2 separate regions of the Pan troglodytes genome follow, and region 2 is linked to region 1. Evidence: chromatin contacts called from public HiChIP or PLAC-seq data. All regions are on one chromosome and are shown on one strand. The core of a region is the stretch at or near the end of the contact, and the rest is flanking DNA. Distances in the headings are between cores, read along the strand shown. Region 1 holds the start of SLC16A1 (solute carrier family 16 member 1). Region 2 holds the start of PPM1J (protein phosphatase, Mg2+/Mn2+ dependent 1J).

Evidence for each region. HiChIP or PLAC-seq counts read pairs in DNA pulled down with a chosen protein or histone mark.
Region 2: an H3K4me3 HiChIP or PLAC-seq map of stem cell-derived excitatory neurons shows a contact between it and region 1, with 7 times the contacts expected there. The contact joins the promoter of PPM1J here to the promoter of SLC16A1 in region 1. A contact is called at or near these places in 2 of 7 Hi-C or Micro-C datasets (induced pluripotent stem cells and stem cell-derived neural progenitor cells) and 1 of 1 datasets of contacts at active chromatin or transcription factors (stem cell-derived excitatory neurons).

What each region holds. Positions count from the first base shown.
Region 1 is chr1:118,240,951-118,247,454 of NHGRI_mPanTro3-v2.0_pri, reverse strand. It overlaps SLC16A1 (solute carrier family 16 member 1), which reads right to left and starts at 2,994. Exons shown (of 5, transcript NM_001280273.1): 1 at 2,671-2,994. LOC104002302 (a long non-coding RNA gene) reads left to right here and starts at 3,202. Exons shown (of 6, transcript XR_010159082.1): 1 at 3,202-3,592.
Region 2 is chr1:118,473,607-118,480,110 of NHGRI_mPanTro3-v2.0_pri, reverse strand. It overlaps PPM1J (protein phosphatase, Mg2+/Mn2+ dependent 1J), which reads right to left and starts at 3,065. Exons shown (of 10, transcript XM_009429244.4): 1 at 2,706-3,065; 2 at 1,228-1,342; 3 at 479-766; 4 at 80-192. The coding sequence starts at 3,031.

The sequences.
Region 1 (6,504 bases), core at 1,745-4,244:
TTAATAGAGACAGGGTTTCACCATGTTGGCCAGGCTGGTCTTGAACTCCTGACCTCAAGTGATCCACCCGCCTCGGCCTCCCAAAGTGTTGGGATTACAGGCGTGAGCCACCAGCTTGAAAATCCTTCAACTGCTTTCAATCAGCTTCAAGACAAGAGCGCTCCTTTAAAATTTTTTTACCCTCCTTTATCCCTTAAAAATCCCTTTAATTTTTTTACCCTCCTTGATTCCTTAAAATGGCTTACAAGGCTCTCCATTTTCGCATACTGTCTATCTCTTCAACTTCTATCTCTTCCCATTCTCTTTGACTTTTTTATGCTTTAGCTTTGGTAAAATTCTTTCAGCTCTTGCATTACACCCTGTACTCTTGAGTGTAGCTTCAGTGTTCATGCCTGGAATGTTCTTTCCACCCATCATCACTGCCTTGCCTGGCTAGCTCTTTCATCCTTCAAGTCTCAGGTTAAACAGTATTTCCTCAGAGAGGTCTAGCCAAATTGCTTCTATACTAAGTTGGGTGTCTTCTCACATCTACACAATACAGTATTTGTTCCTACAGGAACCTGTACCTACCCTATTATAACAGTACCTACTTGTTTGTAAAGAGTATTTGCTGTGACAATTATATATTTATCTGTTTTCCAGCTAGACTATAACTCTAGGAGGGCAAGTGGTAAAATTTGTTCACTGCTGAATCCTAAGTCTCTCATGGTGCCTGGTAGCCAATAACAAATTGCTGAACATATAAAATTCACAACAATCTGGACTGTTTTCCTCATACCCGAGTTCCATCTTCCTAGTCCTCAACTGCAACAAAAACAAGACAGCTATGTAGGCATTTACGCAGAGATCTTAATCTTGCATAGGAGTGAGCATTATAAAGTGAATTGAAAACACGATGGGAATGCAGAACATAAGGAGCTGAGAAATCTATTTTCAGGCTGAGATAATTTGTATCCAAATTTACAATCTAAAGAAAAATCAGGAGTGCCAATCTAACAAAAATGAGTCCAAAGACACACATAGTTCCCACCAAACCATAACAAGTTTTCAGACCTAAGATGTTAGATCACTTAATCCCTCCAGCCCCAGTTTCCTTATGTGTAAAACAAGGGATCCTGATCAGCTGGTCATTAGGATCCTTTCCAGGGCTAATATATGCCCTAATATTTAAAGGCTAAAACATGTAAACTAGTGAAACGCTAATCATTTGCTTTCATCCTATAGTGATATGACTTTTTTCCTTTTTAATCTGTTTAAGGACATTACAGTATATCCCGTTAAGCTTACAACTAAACCTTCAAATCTATTCAGCTATAAAAATCTTACAAAATGCTCCTCAGATCATTAACTTGCATATTTAACAATGGTAACTGCAATCTGATGAAACAACAGCATCTACCTAAGCTCAAAATGAATTACTGAAATATATTCAACTTCTGTGTAAATAATAAATCTTACCACGTGTTTTAAGTGCTAAATATCTTGAATTGTTGGTCATTTCTATGGCAATCTGAAGGCAAAGTCGTGCCCCAGGGTGTAAGACTTGAATTTATGGGTACTATTTAACACCTAACTAAAAAACTGAAGATACATAGTCTTTGCATCACCTCACTGGGCTGGTGGTTGGGATAAAAAAATTGTTGAAACCAGAGTAATTTTTGAAAAAAAAATTCAAAACAAGTTATAGTAAGTTACAGTAAATAAAGTAGCGTGTAAACATTTTACTGTTATCAGTAGCAGCCCAGTTTCTAATCAGCCACTGGAAACCCAAGGAAAGACTAAAGTAGTAACAAGTTTGTCTCCTGGTTTAGATTAATTACAAACTAGTTTTGGCAACTGCTTGTTCCATCAAATATGTCATGACAAAGTAATAAAATGTTAAAACGCATGCTGGAAAAAAAAAAAAGACGTACTTGGAACAAAAAACTTGCATCGGACCAAGTGTAACGCTATCCTCCAGATTTCTCTCAACAGGGCCGCCTTAAGTCCATGAGTAGAAGAGCGCTGCGGCGGACGCTGGCAGCCACAGGTTGAATGACAAAGAGCCCCGTCAGCACCACTCCCAGGAGTCTGCGGGCTGCCCCGTCCCCTCCGCAAAGTCTACTCGAACCCTGCATTCACGCCTTGGCTGTGGGGAATGCGGCTCTCCGCATCACTCTCCCAAGTCACCAGGTGGGGCAAGGATCGGCGGGCCAAGAAGGTTGGGGCGGACAATGTCACGAATCATAAATAACTTCTGCCCCGAGTCCCTTCCCTTGGGGCAGAAGCGGCCAGGAGAGTCTGGAGTACCACATGCAGCAGCCTCATGTTATCCCTTTTCCAGATCAAAGCATCTCTCGAGGAGCCTATTGAAGACTTAGAGGGGAAGGGACTTCCCTACCGTCACCGGGCACCACGACCCAACTCCTCGGCCAGGCCAGGCACCGGCATCTTAGCACGGGGCCCGCGGCTCGGCTAAGAGAGGCGCTGACCCCAGCGCCTCAAGGTCTCCTTCACCAGCACTGCAGTCCGAGGCCACGCGGCTGCCTGTGACCACGATGCCCTCTGCTGGGCCGCCTCCCTCCGCCGGAGACAAAGTCTCCCAATCCCGGAGGTCCCCTCCGACCCCACCAGGGCAGCGAGGGCACCGTGGGGTCCGCGCCGCGTGCCGCCGGCTGTTACCCAACTAACCGTTATATGCGCGGATCGCAGCGCCGAGCGTGTGCGTGAGGTGGTGGCGCAGGCTGGAGTTCCACGGGGCCCAGGGTCCGGCTCCCGTCCTTCGCTCGCTGCCTCGTTTGCTTGTTCCAGTATCCACGCAGCTAGCCAGTCACGTCGCAGCTCACCACTTTGTCTGGCCGGGCCAGCGAGGCTGCCTTATAACCCGCCGGGGCCCGAGCATGCGCGCAGGGGGCGGAGTCGTCTCTCCCGGCCGCCGCCCCCTCCCCGCCACACAGACATCCGAACTGCAGCCCGCGCCTCCACACGCTTTCAGCCGCGCGCGCCCTCTAGCTCGCCCGCGCGCGCCGGCGCCCCCTCCCCGCCACGTGACCGGCGTCCCAGTCCGACCCGCGCGCTGCGCCTCTTCTGAGCGGCGCGGAGCTACCACACCCTGCCAGACTCGCCCTTGGGTCCCTGTCTGACGAGCTCTAGGCAATCTGCCCTCGTTCGGGACACAACCATCGGTCTCACCCCTCAGTTTCTGCCAGAGAAAAAGGAAAAGTCACCAAGAGGCCTGACCCTGACGGGTGGGGGAGATGCGCGTGTGGAGTAGCGGGAAGCGACTGAGGAGCGGGGACTGGGCAGCATTTGAATGGATGCGGGTGCCGCTGGCACCCGGGAAGACGCTGGGGGCCGGCGCTGTAGAGCCGGGCATGGGCTGGGATGTGTTTGGATTCCAATCCGGGCCTGACACCAGTTCAGTGACCTCGGGAAGTTCCCCAACCCTCCGGGCCTGTTTCCTCCCTTTGAAGTGGCGACAGTAGTAGAACCGACCTCGTAGGCTCATCGGGAGGTCCTGATGGGAGAACCCATGCAACTTGCCACCATAGAGCCAGGCCCGCGGCGATTGGCTCCTGGTGGGTATTAAAGACGAGTCGGGAAAGAAGAGCAGGTAAGAGGGTGGGGAGACTGGCCCAGTGGGTTGGGGTGTGCACCTCGGCCACGTGGAAAAGCGAGAATGCAGGGGCCGGACGCTTATGGACGATGCATATGTGGGGCCGGATAGAATTGTGGCAGGCGGCGCTGGGGCTGATGCGCCTCACCCGGATTATCCTCTGTAATCCTCAGCCCTGTGAAGTGGGCACTGCCATGAACATTTTGTAAATAAGGCACCCGAGGCTCAGAGAGGTGAAGTAACTTTCCAGACGGTCCAGCTTGTCAGCGGCCAGCATTTGAAGTCACACTCCAGAGCCTGTTTTTAACATAATAGCCGCTGTGACCGCATAACCAACGTGTGTGTGTTGAAGTGATCAAATAACCATGGGGTGTTTTTGATGTCTAGGACTTTTGAGAAATACCGAAAAATATGAGGCAAGGCCCCTGCCTTCAAAGAGCTTGCAAGTTTTTGGGGGAGACTTAGGCACAAATTAACCAACATCTGTTGAGCACTTGCTGCTTGCCAGGACCCTGCCCTTCCCCTCGTGTCTTCCTCCCTTCCAGGACTCACCCCCTCACTTACCCTCCCCCTCAATTCTCACAGCAACCCTGGGAGGTAGGCCTTATGGTTTCTGTTTTGCAAATGAAGAACCTGAGATTGAAGAAGAGTAGAGATTGGAGGATCAGGTCCTGAGAGGTCCCATGTGCTTTCCAATAACAGTTCAGTATATTAGAAGACAGTATGGCATCCACGGCCAAGTACTACTAGTGAGTAATACAGTAATTGCTTTTTACATTTGATAAACACGGAGAAAGGGAAGGCATTTCGGGTCATTGGGGCAGCTAGGACTTATAAGAGCAGTGCTAGGGTGGCAGCAGCATTCAGGTAGATGGTAAGGAGAATTAAGTTAGAGAGACAGGATCCTCAGTCTGGTTCAGAAGTAAATATATAAGGGCCTGTTCTATGGAATGTAGTGAGAAGTGGTTAAATAAGATGAATCCCAGGAAACCTCAAAAGAAGGCTTATAGAGCCCCATAGGGTGGTAGATTCACACTATAGACCTGAGAGCCAGATCTGTTGAGTTCCAAATTTGATTCTTGCACTTACCAGCTCTGTGTCCTCAGGCAAGTCATTTTACCTTTCCAAGCCTCACTCCCAACTCTGTAAAACAAGGATAATACCTACCTCAGGGTTATTATGATAATAAAACTAGTATTTATTTCAGGCCGGCGTGGTGGCTCAAGCCTGTAATCCCAGCACTTTGGGAGGCCGAGGTGGGAGGATCACTTGAGGCCAGGATTTTGAGACTAGCCTGGCCAACATGGTGAAACCCTGCCAATACTAAAAATACAAAAATTAGCCATGCGTAGTGCATAGTACCAGCTACTCAGGAAGTTGAGACAGGAGAATTGTTTGAACCCGTGAGGCAGAGATTGCAGTGAGCCAAGATCTCATCATTGCACTCCAGCCTGGGCAATAGAGTGAGATTCCGTCTCAAAAAAAAAAAAAAAAAAAAAAAAGGTCCGGGTGCAGTGGCTCATGCCTGTAATCCCAGCACTTTGGGGTGCCGAGGCGGGTGGAGCACGAGGTCAGGAGTTCAAGACCAGCCTGGCTAATGTGGTGAAACCCTGTCTCTACTAAAAATACAAAAAGTAGCCAGGTGTGGTAGCATGTGCCTGTAGTCCCAGCTACTTGGGAGGCTGAGGCAGAAGAATCACTTGAACCTGGGAGGTGGAGGTTGCAGTGAGCCGAGATGGTGCCACTGCACTCCAGCCTGTCCAGCCTAGGCAACAGAGTGAGACTCCGTCTCAAAAAAAAAAAAATTAGTATTTATTTTGCAGTGTCTAGCATATAGAAAACATTAATGAGACCTAACCCTAAAGATTAACCCTAGATGCCCTTCCCTTGAATAGACCCTAAGGAGGCTCTGAGAGGGGCCCTAACAGTATGTTCAACAGGATCATACTTTGTGTTGTATTGCAGTTTTGTACTCCTATCCTTGAAGATAGACAGTCATCAAAATTATAGACACCTCAGGCCCTACAAAACCTGGATCTGCTTTAATAGATTTTAGTGTTGTGAAGACTTTGGAATCAGAAGACCTGGTCCCGGCCGGGCACGGTGGTTCACGCCTGTAATCTCAGCACTCTGGGAGGCTGAGGTGGGTGGATCACCTGAGGTCAGGAGTTCAAGATCAGCCTGGCCAACATGGCCAAACCCTGTCTCTACTAAAAAATGCAAAAAAAAAAAATAGGCCTAGGCCGGGCACGGTGGCTCACGCCTGTAATCCCAGAACTTTGGTAGGCTAAGGCAGGCAGAACACCTGAGGTCAGGAGTTTGAGACCAGCCTGAGCAACATGGAGAAACCCTGTCTCTACTGAAAATACAAAATTAGCCAGGCGTGGTGGCGCATGCCTATAATCCTGGGAGGTGGAGGTTGTGGTGAGCTGAAATCACGCCATTGCACTCCAGCCTGGTCAACAAGACCAAAACTCCATCTAAATAAGTAAATAAATAAATAAATAGGCCAGGGGCAGTGGCTCATGCCTGTAATCCCAGCACTTTGGGAGGCTGTGGCGGGCGGATCACGGGGTCAGGAGTTCGAGACCAGCCTGACCAACATGGTGAAACCCCGTCTCTACTAAAAATACAAAAATTAGCCTGGCGTGGTGGCATGCACCTGTAATCCCAGCTACTCAGGAGGCTGAGGTTGGAGAATCGCTTGAACCCAGGAGGCAGAGGTTGCAGTAAGCCGAGATGGTGCCACTGCACTCCAGCCTGGGTGACAGAGTGCAAAAAGAAAAAAAAAAAAAAAAGATCTGGTCCCATAACTGCTATCTGTGTTATTCTGGGCAATTAATTCACTGAACTTCCCTGGGCTTTAGTTTCCTCGCCAGATAAATTAAAAATAATACCTACTAGCCTGA
Region 2 (6,504 bases), core at 1,816-4,315, 230 kb before region 1:
TGCCACCTTACTCTCCTGTATTCCCCCAACTCAGAGAGTGTGGCCCTCTGTCGCCACCTTGGAGCCCCCTCCCTCATACCTGCTATCGCCTGCATTGGCCACGTACACCTTGCCTAGCAGGTAGATCACAACCAGTGCACAGCAGCCCCCCTCCACTTGGTGGCCACGCCGCTCCCGGGCCATCTGCTCATCCTGCCACATAAGGAAGGGTCAGAGGTGGGTAGAAGGAGAGGTTCCAGCACACAGTCACCCTCCCCCTACCCCCTCCACCTGTAGAAATCAATTGGCCCAGCCAGGCTACACTGGAAGACAGGAGGGAAGACTGGGGTGTAACTGCCCCTTCTCCCTCCCCTCTGAACCAAGCTCTGCTCAGGCTCTCAAAGGTGTTGTGGGTTCTCAGGGTAACCCCCTCTGGCTTCCACACAGAGTTGGCCAGAGTGGTTGCCCAGCAGGCCCTTGGCCCAGGTCACCCACTCACCATGAGCTGGAAAGCATTCTCAATGGCCCCCACTACCAGGCTCTCGTGGGTCACTTCCTTCTGTGAAGACCAGCAGGACTGAGGGCCAAGCAAGTGAGAGGGATCGGAGGAATCTGGGGTCCCCGGAGTGGTTGGGAGGCAGAGGGGTGGTGGCAAAGGGTCCTGAAGTATCTCTACCAGGTCCTTTAGCTGCTCTCGGATATGGCGATGCAGGAGCCGTGAGGCCATTTCAGCAGCTCCGCCCCCTGCATGCCCATCAAATAGGCCCCAGTAGTAGAAGCAGAGTCCCTGGTGGAGGAAAAGTTGGAGGTGAGTTTTGTTTGTTTGTGTGTGTGTGTGTGTGTGTGTGTTATGCAAGGTGAATAACAAGACTCTGGGCATCCATACAAACATCTGAGAGGTCAGTGTTTGCTACTGAAGGCAAATTAGGTTTATTCACATAAGGCTTCGTATGTGTCAAGAGAAAAGAAAGGCTCAAAAACCCAAACTCAGAGGGTAACAGATCCAAAACTCAGCACTGGCAATTAAATCATCCATAAATATGTGAGCCTCTACATTTTAGGTGGGAAAGTAACATTCATGCTTACATGGTAGAATCTAACTGATGAATACCAGGTAAAGGTTCTGTGCCAGAAGGTAGATAGCCAGTGAGTTCATCAGGTCTTCCGCATGGCTCAGATTTAAAACCAGAGGCCTGAGTCCCTGGGGAGAGGTGTCACTGTGTCTCTGGGAAAGGGGATGGGTCTTACCTGGCCTCGGCTAGGCTCCCTAGGTACTCCTGTAACACTCCTCCGACCTTCCACATACACCACTTCACAGCAAGCCTGGTCCTCATTGTGCCGACTCTTGCCAGCATTGATGACCCTGCCAGGCCAGAATGACCACATCAGGTTGGACACCAGACCAGGTCCTGGAATAACCCCCACCTTAGACACACACCGTCTCCTGCGCCCGCTGGCCAAGCTGAGAAAGGTCACAGCCACCTGGGATCCAGGCCAGAGGGAGGAGGAGAAGGGAGGGCTGGCAAGGTGTAAGGAGTACTGTTTGGGTGGCCAGCCCTACCACTTCACAGAAAGGCCAGCAGGAGCTTCTGGCCAACCGCTATGTCCCCTGCCTGCCTCACTTCCCCCATCCCTGGCAAAAAAAAAGAAAAAAGAAAAAGGCATTCCTAGTGGTGCTTCTGGGGGAGGGGCTAGATGGTAGCAGAAGTTTTACTTCCCTGCTAGCTAGACCCTACATCCCACCCTCAACCACTATCAACTCTCCCAGTGCCTTGTCCCCAGCACCTCATCCTCATGGGCACACCCACCCTTATCCTAAAACCATCCAGCGAAAGTTTCTGCTGCCTTAACAATGAGGAAGTTCTCCAGCCCAGATCGGGAAAGAGGAATTGAAATAGAGTAGAAGTGAAAGCCCACCTGGACTGGGCAGGAGCCACATACCCATAAACTCCTCCCACACAGGAGGCTAAGGGAGGTGGTGGTGGGTCCATGGGCCACCAGCCACCTTCCTCAGCGAACTGAGCGCCCCCATCTCCCTCGGTGCTCTGCGTTCCCGGCAGATGCATTTAAAATACACACAGCCCGGGGGCCAGCCGGCCGCTCCGGGCAGGGGGTCCGCTTCTTTGCCAGGCCAGCACGAGTTGGCAGGCTGAAGGGCATCTAAATGGGACCCTCCTCTACCCCGGGCGTCCCCCTCCCCGCTCCTGGGGAAGCTGGCGGCCTCCTGGTGTCGCGGGCTATTTCTGGGTGTGGAGGGGGAGGGGAACTACGGTAAGAGGGACAGGGAACTGGGGCGCTGGAGCCGGGAAGCGGGTGAGCGAGTCTTCCCAACCGCTATGTCCCCTATTAAAAAGAACCCCGCTCCTTCGTGAAACCCCTTTTCCCTTAGCCTTTAAGCTGCCGGGCCGCGACTGGGAACTGGCCAACTCATCCTTCGCGGGGCTCTCCGCCCTCCGGGCTCTGGGGCAGAACAGGGTCCTGAGGCGGCGTGGGCGAGGGCAGTCAATGAGCGGGAAGGACCTGAAGAAGGTGACACAGGCTGCGCCCCACTGGAAAGTGGGTTGGGAGGGTGTGCGGCCCGAAGACCAGAGGATAGCAAAGGTCCACGGAAAAGGGAGCTCCTGGCCCGGACGCGGCGTGGGGAACGCGTCCTAGCGCCGGGGATGCGGAGCTGGGGAGAGGGGTGGGAGCCCTATCCTGGTTTGGGTGCCCCAGGGGGCGCTCACTCGGCGTAGCCTGTGCTCCAGGGCAGGCGGCGGCCCGTGTCCGGGGGGCTTTGCACAGCCCGGCCCGCGTGGTCATCGGCGCGTCGCAGCCCCCCGGGGCTCAGCTGCAGAAAGGTCGGTCTGGAGAAGCTCGCTCGAGCCTCAACAGCCTTCGCGGGCGTCGCGCTCCCGCTCCCAGCCTTCGCGGGAGGGCTCCTGGGCGCTTCTGGAGCGGCGGCGGGCGGCGCCGAGGCGGCGTTGGGCAGGTCCGGGGATTTGGGGCGCGGAGGCGGAGCGCCCCCGGAGCTCACCAGGTGCGCCACGGCCGAGCGCACCCGGTTTAGCATGCTGCCTCCCTGCCCCGCCCTCGGCCGCGGCCCCGCCCCCGCCCAGGCCCCGCCCCCAGGGCTCCGCGTGGGCGGTGCTCGCGCCAGCCGGCCCTTCCCTGCTACTGGCTCCCGGCCAGCTGGGCGGGTCCCGGGCGAAACTTGCCCTTGCTCTGGGCCACCCCAGGAACCGGCCCACGGGCCCCCGGCCTCTGCCCCGCCCCATTCCGGCTTGGCCCCGCCTCCGTTTCTTAGGGGTAGGTTCTGTTGCTGTGGGAAGGGGGCGGAGAGAAGGAAACCTTATTTCAGCCGTGCGCTAGATTAGACACAGCTAGAATGTCTCCATTGTGACGGGGGCTGAGGGACAAGGGGGTGCGGTCTCCTCGCTCTCGGTTCGGTGTGGCCAGCCAGCCCAGAGAGCCAATGGAGCTAATGACCTCAGAGCAAAACAGGCGCTTGGGAGCCGCTGGGTATGAGGCGCCAGGTGTGACACCACCTCTGGATGGGGCTGCTGGAGCGAGAGCGGGCGAGCTGGTACCGGGTGGGGTTGCGGGATTAATGACGCAGGCTGCAGCCGACCACCCCGGAATCAGGAGCCGGGGTAGATTCCTGGGCTCCTGATGCGCTGTTCCCCATGAAGACCACCTCTAGATCTGGTAGAGCGGTTGCTACTCCCACCCTCCTTTCTCTCTCAGAACCCAGGTCTTTCCCACAATGTAGACCTTCCCTGACCACAGCAGGACAAGCTATTAATAGGATAATAACAACATAACAAATACTATTTATTGAAGAAGTACTGCATACTAGACCCTTTACAAAGCACGTTCCATACAGTATTAGGTTATTTATACTGCACACCAATCCTTCAAGATGGTTTTTTTTCTATCAGTTTCACGGATGAGGCAGGACTGGACGCTTCCTGTCATTTTACCGTGACTTGCCCCAAGAGGTCACACGGTCAAGTGAAAGATTCACACCTATGTCGGCCTCCTGACATTCAAACCTGCTCTGTCTTAAGAACCAAGCTTACTTCTCCGGATCAGGGAGGAAGGGCTAGAAAGGAGATCAATGGCAGAGAGAGGAGTGGGGGTTCCTCCCCTCCCATCCTTCTCTTAGGGCCAGGGCTGAGAGCAGTCCGGGAATGCTGAGCAAGTTCTGTGTCTACCGCCAGGGAGAGACAGAGGCCAGGCTAAGCCCTTGCCTAAGAAGAGTAAAAGCTCACTCACTGGAAGACCAGGACAGAGCCCAATGCCTGGTTGGCTGCCCGTTCTTCCTAACTTCTCCCCTCTGGGAGAGGGTGGTACTGACCTGATGCCACAAGAGCTCTGTCTCTAAACCTCCTATCAGAAAGTTGATCGCTAGGTATCCACAGACACCACCCATCCACACATCTCAAATGGGGACAAGGCCGTTGTGGCCCTCAAGCAAGTTGGAGGTAGCCATCAGGGACTACGGCACCCAGTTCACGGCTGGAACTTTTCTGGGCTCTGTCGGCCAGGTGCTTCCTGACCACATACCACTTTGTTCCCCAGGCTAAACTGTGTCCCCAGAAGGGATGACTTTCTTGGCAGCTTCCAAATAAAGATCCCACAGTGGTCATTCAGTTTGGTAGACTTACTATGCCTGCTTTGTTACACCTGAGCTTTAGGCAGAGAGAGACAGAGGAAAAGAAGTCACAGGAGAGAAAAAAAACAGACCCCAAGGCAAATAGAGCAGCAAAAGAAGACGGGGACAAAGAACAGGCTGCTTCTATAGGTTTTCCCCTGCTATTTGAGAAAAACTGGAACCAACTCTCAGATAAATAACAGCAGCAGCAAGCCAGCAACTGAAGAAACAAATATAACTCCTGGTTGTTTTTATTATTCAGTGTTTCTGGGGCAGTTTACTTACCACTTCTTCGTGTCACCCAGCTCCCTATTCCCTGCCCTTTCTAGCACCCACCATGGTGTGGCTGCAAGCTGTCCGCAAAGCTAAGCCAAGAGACCCCCCCCAGCCCCAGCACCAGATGATCAGCAGGGAGGATAACAGCTCCCTGGGGCTCCAGAACAGCCCCCAGCCATGGCCTAATCCTAAGGCTCCTCCTCCCTGAACCTCTCACCTCCTATTCCTGGCACCATTATGCCTCCTCCATCCTCAGACTGCCCCAGAACCTGGTGAGGTCATCACCTCTACTCATCCCTGAGGCAGCGGAAAGTGAGAGAGAAAAGGGGGTGGGGTATGAAGAAGCAGACTTGTGGGATGTTTTTCTCTGTGAAGAGTGAGACTCTGCTTAGTGGCTGGCCCTGCTGGGGGAGTGTGAAGCTTGAGCCAAGGAGGGGGACTGGACAGCCTCAAGACAGGCCCCTTTATCTCAGGCCACAGTGGTGGCTCAGGGCCCAGAACTGGTCATCTTCTGCCTTGTCTCTCCCCTTCACATCACCCTAAACCCAAAGGCCTCTTAAACTAAGAGGAAAGTCCCTTCAAATTCACAGAACACCACTTCCTCTCATTTGTCTAATACATTCGCATCCAAAACAGATCTCTGTAAAGAATTATTCAGTTGCAATTAATTACATTACAATTTTTCTGATAAAGAAACTGGGTCTCAGGCCAGGAGTGGCGGCTCACACCTGTAATCCCAGCACTTTGAGAGGCCATGGTGGATGGATCAGTTGAGTCCAGGAGTTCAAGACCAGCTTGGGCAACATAGCAAAACCCTGTCTCTACAAAAAATACAGAAAATTAACCCTGGCTTGGTAGTGCACTACAGACTACCCCTATAGTCCCAGCTACTCAGGTGGCTGACATGGGAGGATCATTTGATCCCAGGAGGTGGAGATTACAATGAACCAAGATCTGGGTGACAGAGTGATGAGATCCTGTCCCCAAAAAATAAATAAATAAAAAAGAAAAGAAAAAGAATGAAAGAAAGAGAAGGAAGGAAGGAAGAAAGAAAGAGAAACAAGAAACTAGGTCTCAGAATTTGGTTCCCATGTTGGTATTCACACTTAACTTCCATAGGGACCATTCGTAGCCTACTACTGTCCTCCTGCCTAATGCCCACACCCTCATACTTCCTCTAGCCCTCCCAGCCCCTGAGAGCACCACTCCTGGGAGAGGAAGAGACATTTACTATTCCCTCCTAAATATCATTCTAGAAGAGTGCTGCTGAACAGAACTTTGTGCACTGACGGGAATGTTCTACATCTGCTCTGTCCAATACAGCAGTCCCTATCTTCGTGTGGCTATTGAGCATTTGAAATATGGTGCCTACTAATGAGGAACTGAATTTTAAGTTTTGTTTAATTAATTTAGATTTAAATTTAAATATCAACATGCCACTAGTGGCTACCGTATTGGACAATGCAGTTCTGCAATCTTCAAAGCTCAAAAACCCTGAGGGTCTAGTCAATCACTCGTCACTCCCAGCTCCTTTCCCCCCAGCACCTCCACCTCCCCTGAGCCAGGGCACTGGGGGCCACAAGACCTTCAGGGTTTTGAGGGACCTCCTCTGA